Linked DNA regions of Zea mays: region 1 is linked to region 2. The links are chromatin contacts, called in public Hi-C maps. All regions are on one chromosome and are shown on one strand. Each heading gives the region's core, a stretch centred on a gene start, on an enhancer-like site or on the middle of the called end of the contact. The rest is flanking DNA. Distances are from core to core; before and after follow the strand shown.

Region 1 (5,528 bases), core at 464-2,963, 370 kb before region 2:
CGGCGGCATATGAGGGAGTAGAGCGCGAAGGTGCCGCCCTCGCCGTCATCGGCGGCGCGCAGGACGACGAGCACGTACTTGAGGAGCGTAATGAGGGTGAGCGTCCAGAACACGAGCGACAGCACGCCGTAGATCTCTTCGTTGCCCTCAGAGTGCTCGATGTCGCCGCCGGCGAAGGCGCTCTTGTACACGTAGAGCGGCGACGTCGCCAAATCGCCGTACACGACGCCGAGGCTCTGGTAGGCTAGCACCAGCTCTGACCGCCATGACTGCAACCCCACCAAGAAAACAAAAGAAACTCCCATCACCATGCCGCTCAAACCACCACACAAAACAAAAAGGAAAGAACAAAAAAGAAAATCGAATCTTTCAGACGGAACCCGAGAGAAAAAAAGGCGACCGGCCGGGCTCACTCCCACCTTCTTGCGCGCACCCGCGGCGCCGCGGCCGCTCTCTGCATCCATTCGCCCCCCCTGACGCAGCAGCAGCTCAAGGCGCCGCCTTTCCTGCGCCCATGCACGCTAATTGAGAGCGGGGGAGCGAGAATTTGGGCGAAGATTTCTCGGCTTGGAGTCGTCTTGTGAGAGGACAAGCAGGACAGTCCGCAAGCGGCACCTCCTTTCCTTCCTGTGGCAAGCCTCCTGCAACAACCAACAGATCTTGCCGTGCTCGCTTCAACCCTCGCAGCTTTTTACTTGGCAATTGCCACTCATGGTCAGGAAGAAATCGAAATCCAAGTCCAAGGAGCGGGGCCAGGACAAGCAAGAACAGGGATTGGAAAAAAGGCAAAAACTGGCTTCTACTGTAACCCTGTTCCTCCCAAACTTCTCTGCAGCAATCTTTTACAATCGCGAGACCTGCGTAGGTACTTTTTATAGCTGCGGTTGCAAGGGTCAGCAGGTGGAGACAGACAAGGATGTTCTTGGGGAAAAAAGTTTTAGAACCTTGGTCGTGGGAGGGGGGAGTGTGTGGGTGGTGAGGTAGTATCAGCAGGTACGAGTATTCGGCAGGGACTACGGACGTATCACTGGCAAAGTTGATCTGCGGTTGCTCCTTTTAGACCTGTGCCGCCGCGGGTGGGATCTCCGGCTGTGACTATCGCTGCCAAAGATAAGCTGCTTTCTGCAGCCAATTCCATTCCGCCATCGTCTCATTCCGAAGCTTTCACCTTTCTGGTTTTCCAATTGGAAAGGCGATGACACACCGTCATCAGCAAGTCGTCGCGCGGTAACTCGCAGGCAGTTTCTAATCGACGCGACGCGATCAAAAGTCCAAGAAAGTAGGAAGAACCGAGCCGGGAACGGATCGACACCTCTGGTCTGGTCTGACGTCTGGTCTGATCGTAACGGCCGTCGCTCTCCGGAGATTGCCTGTTACAGTACCACATAACAGCTGGTGAGAACCCGTCAATCCAGCGGCTGGCCGGCCGGCATGAGAAAAAAACAGAAAAAAAAAGAAATAGCATGTGCACCGGCGTGCGTGGAGCGTCGGAGGGCGAGACGGCGACGGAACCTTGAGGGAAAATACGCCTGGACGCCAGGCAGCCCGGCGTGCGCTGCGCTGCGCTGGTGCCGGAGCCGTACGCGCGGCCGGTGGCTCGCGAAAGCGACGCCCTCCGCCCCGCGGGCCCGATGCCGTGGTGGGCCGCGCCGCCGCGTCACCGGTATCGGCTTTGGGATTTTGTTAGGTCTTAGGTATGTGTCCGCCTGTCTGCTGCGGCGACCTGCGTTGCATTGCGTCCGGTCCGATGGCCGATGCGGTTCCGTTCCGGGGCTAAAAAAATAAATGCGGGCGGGGGGCGTGGATGCCGGTGAGGATCGCTCCTTTCCTTTTCAGGGATTTCCTCGCATGTCGTCGTCACTGCCAGTGACGTGCCAATCTGTCGGAGTCAGTGAGCAAATAAAGTAAACGGTGATTTTGTTGCGTGCTAGGACTGGGAAATGCCGGCTAGGCGATTGTTGCTTAGGCTATCCGCCAGTTGGCGAAGCCACGTATTGGCATGTGGATGCGGATGCACCCCCCCAAAATCCAAAAACAAGTTATTAAAATCAGATTTTGACCCCGTATGCACCCTCTTGGGCCAATATGCTGCACCCCCCACAGCCCAGCTCAAGCAGCAAGCCCAGTTAACTTGAGCCCATCACAGGAAGCCAGGAAGATGGAAAGTGCAGCGCGTATACGTGTTTTCCCTCGAGGCTCGCTGCTCGCATCCGTCGCGGCGGCGGCCGACGGTCTCTCTTCCCATCCGTGCCTGTGCACTGTGCCTCTGCTTTCTGTGATCCGGCGATCGGCGAGTCGGCGACTCCTGTGCCTCAGCCAGCGGAGCTGTGGAGCACCTCTGCAATCCGGTCGGCGGCAGCTAGCTGCATGCCTGCATCTTGTACGAGCGCTGCTTGAAGTTGCAGAGGTACATAAAGCTGCTATCTATTTATTTCTTGTAGATATTTGCCTCTTTCTTTCTCAAGTTATTTAATCTCTATTTATTTCTTGTAGATATTTGCCTCTTTCTTTCTAAAGTTATTTACTAGACAGTGTATATACAGATTAATCGATGGAAAGATTTTTCAAAAGAAAAGCGCCAGAGCCAGATAGTGCCAACATTGCTAGCAATCTGTGTTTGGATGATATCAACTGGGAAGAGGAGATTAAATATGATCCAGGTTTGCGGAAACAAATAGATGACTACCATCCTAATCTCAGAGAAATGGTGAGAAGAAAGTACTTGGAAAAAGGGCCTTGTCAACCTCGCACATGTAGTTTTCCTGTAACAAATATTGGAGGAGGGCCAAGAAGGTTTATTCCAGATTGGTTTGATGAGTTTGGAAGTTGGCTTGAATACAGTGAATCTAAAGATAGAGCGTATTGTTTTTCCTGTTTCCTATTCAGAGGAAAGAAAGATGGTGGATATGAAGCTTTTGTGAAAAATGGTTGGAATGGTTTTCACAGAAAACAAAGGCTGAGAGAACATGTGGGTGATGTTGGTCGCTCGCACTATCTAGCAATGAAGAAGTGTGATGATTTGTTGCAAACAAGACAACACATTAATGTGGCTTTCCGTGGTGTAAGTGAAAGTGCTAAGAGGGACTATATGATTCGACTGAATGGGTCTATTGATGTCGCTAGAATGTTAGCAAAGCAAGGCTTGCCTTTCCGAGGCCATGATGAGTCAAAGGATTCCCTAAATAGAGGGAATTTCAGGGAATTTCGTGATTTTGCAGCGGAGCAAAATCCAGTATTAAGGAAGGCAACAAGTAAAGGAAAATCAGAAAATAGTCTTTTGGTTTCTCCTGAAATACAAAGGGACATTGTGCATTGTTTTGCAAAGGAGGTGTTACAGGCTATTCTAGAAGAAATTCGGAATGATGTTTTTTGCTTGCTAGTTGATGAGTCAAGAGATGTTTCTTGGAAAGAACAAATGGCTGTGGTCTTGAGATATGTAGATAAATGTGGAATTGTGAAAGAAAGATTTGTTGGACTTGTTCATGTAAGTGAAACAACTTCAGCCCATCTTAAGTCTTCCATTGATGCACTATTTGCTGAGCTTAACTTAAGTTTGAAGCAAGTTAGAGGCCAAGGATATGATGGTGCTAGCAATATGAGAGGTGAGTTCAATGGCTTGCAATCATTGATCATGAGAGAAAATAGTTCAGCTTATTATGTGCATTGTTTTGCTCACCAACTCCAATTAGTCCTTGTGGCTATTGTGAGAAAGCATAAAGGGGTTAGTGATTTTTTTACCAAGGTTTCCATATTATTAAATGTTGTTGGTGGATCAGCTAAGAGAAGGGAAATGATTAGAGATATTAACCTTAAAGAAATGAGTAAGGCACTTGGGTGTGGGCAACTTCAAACTGGTACAGGGTTAAATCAAGAGCAAAGTGTTCAAAGACCTAGAGATACTCGTTGGAGTTCTCATTATAAATCTCTGAAGAGTATAGTTGACATGTTTTCTACAATAATGAAGGTACTAGAAATTGTGGAAAAGGATAAGGACTGGAAAATTAGAGATCAAGCATCAAATCTTCGGGAGTATTTCCAGTCTTTTGACTCCATCTTCTATTTGCATCTCATGTTGACTATATTAGGAATCACAAATACCTTGTGCTTAGCACTGCAGCGCAAGGATCAAGACATAGTGAATGCTATTAACTGTGTGAGAGCCACTAGATGCCAATTAGATGAGCTTAGAAGAGAAAAGTGGGAAAAACTAATAGATGATGTGTATGAATTTTGTGAGAAGAATGATATTGCCAAATTGGAAATGGAAGATGAATATATTGATCCAAAGAAGAGGAGGCACAAATCTGGAATCACAAACAAGCATTACTATCAAGTAGATTGTTTCAATGATATTATTGATTGGGTACTCCAAGAGCTTGACAGCCGCTTTAACGAGACAAGCTCTCAATTGCTTGTATGCTCGGCCTCTTTTAGTCCAAGAGACTCGTTTTGTGATTTTAATGTGGACAAGTTGTTGAGCCTAGCAAAGCTTTATCCACATGATTTTGATTCTGGGAATCTGAGGGACCTTAGCAATGAACTTGGCCTCTACATATTTGATGTGAGAAATGATGATAGATTCTCCAACATACAAACTATTGCTGAGCTTTCTCAGAAAATGGTGGAGACTAGAAAACATGATCGTTACCCACTAGTTTATCGACTTCTGAAGCTTGTACTAGTACTGCCAGTTGCTACTGCTACAGTTGAGAGGATTTTCTCTGGCATGAAGATTGTGAAAACAAATTTGCGCAACCGCATCGGTGATCAATTTATGAGCGATTGTCTTATTTGCTATGTGGAGAAAGAAGAAATGATGAAAGTCACGAATGAGTCTGTGATTCGTCGCTTCATGAAAATGCAAGAACGCAGATTTGATGATAATTAAAGGTAACAATTAACATATAATGTATTTTGCCTATTTTGATAGTTTTGACCATGCTAGTAGTATTTATATTGCCATTTTCTTTTGTTACTCTTTTATAGTCGCACCCCCCTCTGTTACGCTCTAGCTTCGCCACTGCTATCCGCACTCATACAACTCTAAATTTCTACTCTAAAAAGAATATTTTGTCCTTGTCAGCAAGGTTCTCTACTCTATACCATAATTCTCCGCAGTCATATTTACTCCATATCTCAACCCTATACCAACTACCATATATTATATCATTTTTTTATTTCACTTTCATACACGTCACGCTTTTACATTGGGCGGCCTTTTCAGTTGCGCTGCCCCTGCAGGCTACACGTCGCAGCGGCTGGCTTGTGGCTGCATAGAGTTAAATCCGTACCACGCTAGTTTTGCCGTTCCTGAGCATCTACGCTAAAATGGAGTCGCCCATACAGCTCTCCACTGCGGCAGATTTTGTACTCTATGTCAGATCGAGTAGCAAATGGAGCTCTCCACTGCGGGCAGCCTTAGACTGTCACGCACTAAAATAAAGGAAACGTTGACATTATTTAACATTGTTTACACATTTAAGTTTAAAATAAAGATAAGATAGAAGATGTAATAGAGGATCTGCTGA
Region 2 (6,147 bases), core at 305-2,804:
CAAGTAATAAAATGTCTCTAATTTTGACACAGACATTTTTCTAGCTAAACTAACATACAAAAAATTAGAATTTTTTGAGAACTCTAAATTTAGATCCATATCTTGTTAGAGCAATCAAGTGAAGAGAATCTCTCTATTTCTCTCCTCTCGAACTTGGTTAAATTTGCATTAGCTTTAACTTTTAGACCAAGTTTGTATTGTTGTAAGCTATTTTTGTAGAATCAGTTATTCACCCCTCTATGTGATCTTAAGACGCGGAAGGGACCTGGTTGACACAATACTCAAGCAGAGAGGTGGCTGGAGAGGGAGGGCAAGCTGAGGAGATCTCGTCGAGGGTGAGCCCTAGCGGAGATCTCATGTGCAAGGAGAGAAAAAGAGGAAGAGAGCTGGTCATTTCAATGTATGTACAACCAAACATAATTTGGTATTATAAGCTTACTTTATTCTAGCTACCAATTTTATCTACGATTTAGTATTGAACCTATTTTTCATTGTAAAGCCGAATTGGTATTGGCACTCAATTCAATTCCTCCAGCCCAATATCCACACCAAATAAAGTCTAAGGGTTGGAGAACTCCAATTTTTTCAAAAAAATAATGAACTAATTTCTCTTGGAAAAATGGGGTTCCCAAACTAGCCATAATAGTCTTTGTTTTCCTTGTACCTAAAACTTGATGCTTTGACATAAATCTGTTTGAAGTTTTGACGCTTTTGCTTTTTATTTTTAGTTTAGAAAACAAAAATTCATGTGATGATTTATCATGAGAAGTGCTACAAGTTTATACATTTATTAGATATTATTACTTATTATTCTAGTAGAAAATGGTAGTCAAGCTGACACTTCAATAATATTATGTGTGCATTTTTTTTTCTCTTCTTTCTCTCGGGGCTTCCGTTGAGGCCTGGAATTCCCTATATACAAAAAAGAAACAAAAAGGAAACGAGTCGAGCCTGAAAAAGAAAACTCTTCCATTGGTCTTCTCTCCTTTGTCTTGACATGACCTTGTGTTCCTAGAAACATGGAGCGTATTTAATTCACATTTCCCTTTTCTCCTCTCCGTCTTCCTCAGAAGACAAAAAAAAAAAGACACATAAACAAAAGGAGTAAAAAAATTCGGACTGAAAAGAAATCGTCCATTGTATTATATCTCAGTTTTCAGGTGGCAGGCGTGTTTGTTCCTGGCTTACCCTCCCCTGCTTTTGTGCTCTTGCGTCCTGCTCCTGCCGGAGCGCAGGCATCTTCTTTTGTGTCATTTGCCTCTGACTGACATGGCCCCAGGGAGGGGGGCTGCCTGTGTGTCCTGTCTCTGTCTGTCTCTGCGTGCGTTGCGTTGCGTTGCGCACTGCCCCCACAGTGCCACTGCCATCTCGCTCGGCTTTGGTTGCCTAGCTGCCTTTCTCCCACTCTCTCTGTATGGACTCACTGTGGCGTGGGGGAGAGAGAAGGCTGCCCTGCCCTCTGCACTGCACCGCACCGCACCCCCACCTGCACTGCGTTTGCATGTTTTGCTTGGCCTCACGCTTGTTCCATGTTTGAACATACCACACCACATTGCACGCAGGAGGACCGGCCGCCACTCTTTCTCGCTCTCTTCTCTTCTCTTGGCTCCAGCTCCACCCACCTCTAGCTGCCTCCCTTCGGCAATGGAGGAGGCGCCACCATCTTCTTCTCCCCCCTCCCCTCCTGTGATGCTACTCTTGCTGCTGCTGCTTATCGTCTCCTCCCCTTGTAGCTCTAGCGCCCTCCTCTCCCCCAAGGGCGTCAACCCTGAAGGTTCTGTCATCTCTCTCTCTCCTTTTCCTTCTTTCCTGTTTCCTCACGTACTCTGCGACTACAGCAGTACCAGTTTCTATCTCTGTTTCGTTTGCCTCAAACAGAATCGTTGTTTTCGACGGCGAATAGAAATGAAAATCAAGGACTCCACTCACTGTCAGCTGTCTTCGTCGTCGCGTTGCTTCTTAGTTGCATTGGTGGGACCTCAGCTCACTGGGTTAATTCTCTGGTATATGTGTGTATGATGTTGTGCAGTGCAAGCTCTGATGACGATCAAGAACACGCTCAAGGACCCCCACGGCGTGCTCAAGAACTGGGACCAGGACTCCGTGGATCCCTGCAGCTGGACCACAGTCAGCTGCTCGCTAGAGAACTTCGTCACCGGACTGTAAGCATCATTCCACTCCCTCGATCGATCTCCCATCCCATCTGCACAACTCATTCCCCGTGTCCATGTGTTCTTACTACCGATGTTTGTGGCTGTTTGATCGTTTGGCAGGGAGGTCCCAGGTCAGAACCTCTCTGGCCTGCTCTCCCCAAGCATAGGGAACCTGACGAATCTTGAGACTATGTGAGTGTGTTACTTCCTTCTCGCGTTTCTGCTTTCAGTCAGTGTGCATGGACGTGTGGTGTGGTTCCTTTTTTTTTTTTTTTTTTTGGCTGGAGCGAGGTTGATCGTTTGCTTCCCTTCCCTGCTGCTGCAGTCTCCTGCAGAACAACAACATCACCGGCCTAATCCCAGCAGAGATCGGCAAGCTTACAAAGCTCAGGACACTTGATCTCTCTAGCAACCACCTGTATGGCGCAATCCCCACTTCTGTGGGCAACCTTGAGAGCCTGCAGTACTTGTGAGTGCATGCAAGCCTCTCATTATGTACTTCTCTTCTCCAGCTATGATAACCTGGGTTTGTTGCCATGTCCAGGAGGCTCAACAACAACACCCTGTCTGGCCCATTCCCTTCAGCATCAGCTAATTTGTCCCAGCTTGTTTTCCTGTGAGTATAGTTTCTCACTGTTTAATTTGTGTTTGCTATTATATTGTTTTTGGGTTTGTTCTCACTGTACACCACCGTGTCTTTCAGAGACTTGTCATATAATAATCTGAGTGGTCCAGTGCCGGGATCTTTGGCAAGAACATTCAAGTAAGGCTAGAATTTTGTGTCTGCCACTTCATAATATAAATTTCACATCCGACGAATATGACACTTGAACATGAAATGTTAGATTGAAGGCTATTCTTCCATTGATGTTCTTGCAGCATAGTTGGGAATCCTCTCATCTGCGGCACCAACAACGCCGAGAGAGATTGCTATGGGACTGCCCCAATGCCGCCATACAACCTCAACAGCTCACTGCCTCCGGCAATAATGTCTAAAAGCCATAAGTTTGCAATTGCATTTGGTACCGCAATTGGCTGCATCGGCCTCCTCGTCCTCGCTGCCGGGTTTCTGTTCTGGTGGAGGCATCGTAGAAACCGGCAGGTCCTTTTTGATGTCGATGGTAAGGAGACCTCCCTCTATGGCTCTATCATTTTGTAGCCTGCTGGGAGGTTAACAGTTAATGATGAAACTGCTCTCGGAATGGATTGGCTGGCCACATGCAGATCAACACATGGAGAACGTTAGCCTCGGGAACGTGAAGAGGTTCCAGTTCAGGGAGCTTCAGTCTGCGACAGGCAACTTCAGCAGCAAGAACATACTGGGAAAAGGTGGCTTTGGATACGTCTACAGAGGGCAGTTCCCTGACGGAACTCTTGTGGCCGTGAAGCGACTCAAGGACGGCAACGCCGCGGGCGGCGAGGCCCAGTTTCAAACCGAGGTCGAGATGATCAGCCTGGCACTGCACAGAAACCTTCTCAGGCTCTATGGGTTCTGCATGACCGCCACAGAGAGGTTGCTGGTCTATCCATACATGTCTAATGGAAGCGTCGCGTCGCGCCTCAAAGGTAAGCTTTTTTTCTTCTTCTTCTTCTCAAGATTCCAATGTGAACTTGCAGTAGTGCAGAACAGATTCTCTCTTCTTCTTCGGAAAGTGACTGGAATCGGATTCTAGCTAGCACTTCCTTATTCTTCCTTCCAGTTGACAAATGTTGGCACAGCTAGCAGTACCACAAGCATACGATTCCTATCCTCACTTTATTCCACAATGATCGCTACGCCTACAGGGAAGCCACCTCTGGACTGGGTGACGAGGAAGAGGATAGCTCTCGGGGCAGGGAGGGGGCTGCTGTACCTGCACGAGCAGTGCGACCCCAAGATCATACACAGGGACGTCAAGGCTGCCAACATCCTGCTAGACGACTGCTGCGAGGCCATTGTCGGTGACTTCGGGCTCGCTAAACTCCTCGACCATCGGGACTCCCATGTCACCACTGCGGTGCGGGGCACTGTCGGCCACATCGCGCCCGAGTACCTCTCCACTGGCCAGTCGTCGGAGAAGACCGACGTCTTCGGGTTCGGCATCCTGCTGCTGGAGCTCGTCACCGGTCAGACGGCGCTGGAGTTTGGGAAGACGGCAAACCAGAAGGGAGCCATGCTGGACTGGGTATACGAAACCGAAAAAAATTAATCTACAGGTCATGCGTGTTTTTTTAACCCATCGAACGGAACAACGAGAGTCATGTCGATCGGTTTCGTTGTTTGATTCATCAGGTGAAGAAGACGCACCAGGAGAAGAAGCTGGACGTGCTGGTGGACCAGGGGCTGAGGGGCGGCTACGACAAGATGGAGCTAGAGGAGATGGTGCGAGTAGCGCTGCTGTGCACGCAGTACCTTCCCGGCCACCGGCCGAAGATGTCGGAGGTGGTCCGGATGCTGGAAGCAGGGGAAGGGCTCGCAGAGCGGTGGGAAGCCTCGCACTCGCAGTCGCAGAGCGCGGACTCGCACGAGTTCAAGGTGCCTGACTTCACTTTCAGCCGCTGCTACTCTGACCTTACCGACGACTCGTCGCTGCTGGTGCAGGCCGTCGAGCTGTCGGGCCCGAGATGATGATGACGACGACGCCGCCGCCAGTTTGCACTTTGTACAGCATGCATATTAAGGACCGAGAATCCTGTGTGGACTACCATACTAGAATAGCTAGCTATAGATGTGTATTAGATTAACTGTACAAAAAGAAGAGCGTGTGAGGTTTGTACTGATTTGGATATTTACAGAATTAGTAGTCGAGACAATAAGACCAAGTAAAAAAGAGCTTTTCATTGTTCATTTCAGAGTGCAACAGGTTCTGAAATAGTGAAATCTCATCAGAGTCCTTAGCTGATTTTGACATAAATGAAACATTCTGCCGAGCCTTCAAATTTATTCAATTTTTCGAGCATGCGTTTCAAAGACCTGAGTGTTTCATGAGACTCACAACATAGAATCGAAATATGCAATTGCATTTTTTTATAATAGAAACAAAAGTTCCGGCTTTTTGTATTGTGATGCGTACAACCATTACATGATACTTATTGAATCAATGAACAGTTATGCAAGTTACTTGTATAATGAAATAGCTCGATGAAACAAAAAAAACATGACTATGGCTAACACTAGCCATCCTCAAGTCTTGCGTTTGATCGTCATCCATGGTTCACAAAGACTTCCATCGCCACCACCTCTAAAGCTTAGCACACATCGAGGGTTTGTTGATGGGTTTACTCCTTCTGTAAAAGTCTTCATAATATAAACTAGTGAGCACCCCTAAAAATAACCTATACAATTGATGGTATTAGTTTATGATTAAAAATCACGTCATTTCGACTAAGCCAAATAGACCAAAATAATGCTGATATACCAATGAGTAATACATTTTTGTATACCAGACCTCTATTACTTTCCCATGACCCGATAATATGATTAATGTTCACGAGCGTGTCTATTTTTAAAGCAAAATAAATTATTCTCCATATGATTTTGGTAATATAGCAATCAAAAAAGAGGTGGTGTATACTCTCATTTCGGTTGCAGAAGCTACAAGTCAAGCTACCATTCCAACGTCTTCTAGATAGATTATCTTTAGTTAGAATCGCTCCCCGGCCTAAATTCCAAAAAAACTTTTATTTTCAAAGAGAGCTTAAGTTTCCAAAGCATCTTATTCCGACTGTTGTTGAGTTTATTCATTAAAATATGGTACATATATTGGACAGAGAAAATTCCATTTTTATGACCATCCCAAACAAATTTATCCCTAGTCGGATTCAAATGAACCGAAGATAGCAAGGATAACATATTGTGCCATTCCACTAATTTAACTCCCATAATTGCTCGGCGGAAAGATAAATTTATATTCGTATCTAAAAAGCTTCCACAACAAGGCCAATTTATTACGCACTATATTAAACAGATTTAGAAATTGTTCTCTAAAAGGTCAACTGGCTAACCAATTATTCT

What was found. Hi-C and Micro-C count contacts between places; a contact is called where the count stands out from the background.
Region 1: a Hi-C map of ear shows a contact between it and region 2, with 2.5 times the contacts expected there. The contact joins the promoter of LOC100384841 here to the promoter of LOC100281584 in region 2. A contact is called at or near these places in 2 of 25 Hi-C or Micro-C datasets (ear and tassel).

What each region holds. Positions count from the first base shown.
Region 1 is chr6:127,124,461-127,129,988 of Zm-B73-REFERENCE-NAM-5.0, reverse strand. LOC100384841 reads right to left here and starts at 1,713. Exons shown (of 10, transcript NM_001362559.1): 1 at 1,472-1,713; 2 at 420-1,370; 3 at 1-269. The coding sequence starts at 464. LOC103629969 (zinc finger MYM-type protein 1) reads left to right here and starts at 2,073. Exons shown (of 2, transcript XM_020540188.3): 1 at 2,073-2,407; 2 at 2,544-5,036. The coding sequence starts at 2,552. The coding sequence ends at 4,888.
Region 2 is chr6:126,749,976-126,756,122 of Zm-B73-REFERENCE-NAM-5.0, reverse strand. LOC100281584 (BRASSINOSTEROID INSENSITIVE 1-associated receptor kinase 1) reads left to right here and starts at 1,554. Exons shown (of 10, transcript NM_001154503.3): 1 at 1,554-1,774; 2 at 2,030-2,162; 3 at 2,274-2,345; 4 at 2,479-2,622; 5 at 2,698-2,769; 6 at 2,857-2,916; 7 at 3,033-3,274; 8 at 3,378-3,719; 9 at 3,939-4,318; 10 at 4,426-5,098. The coding sequence starts at 1,645. The coding sequence ends at 4,761.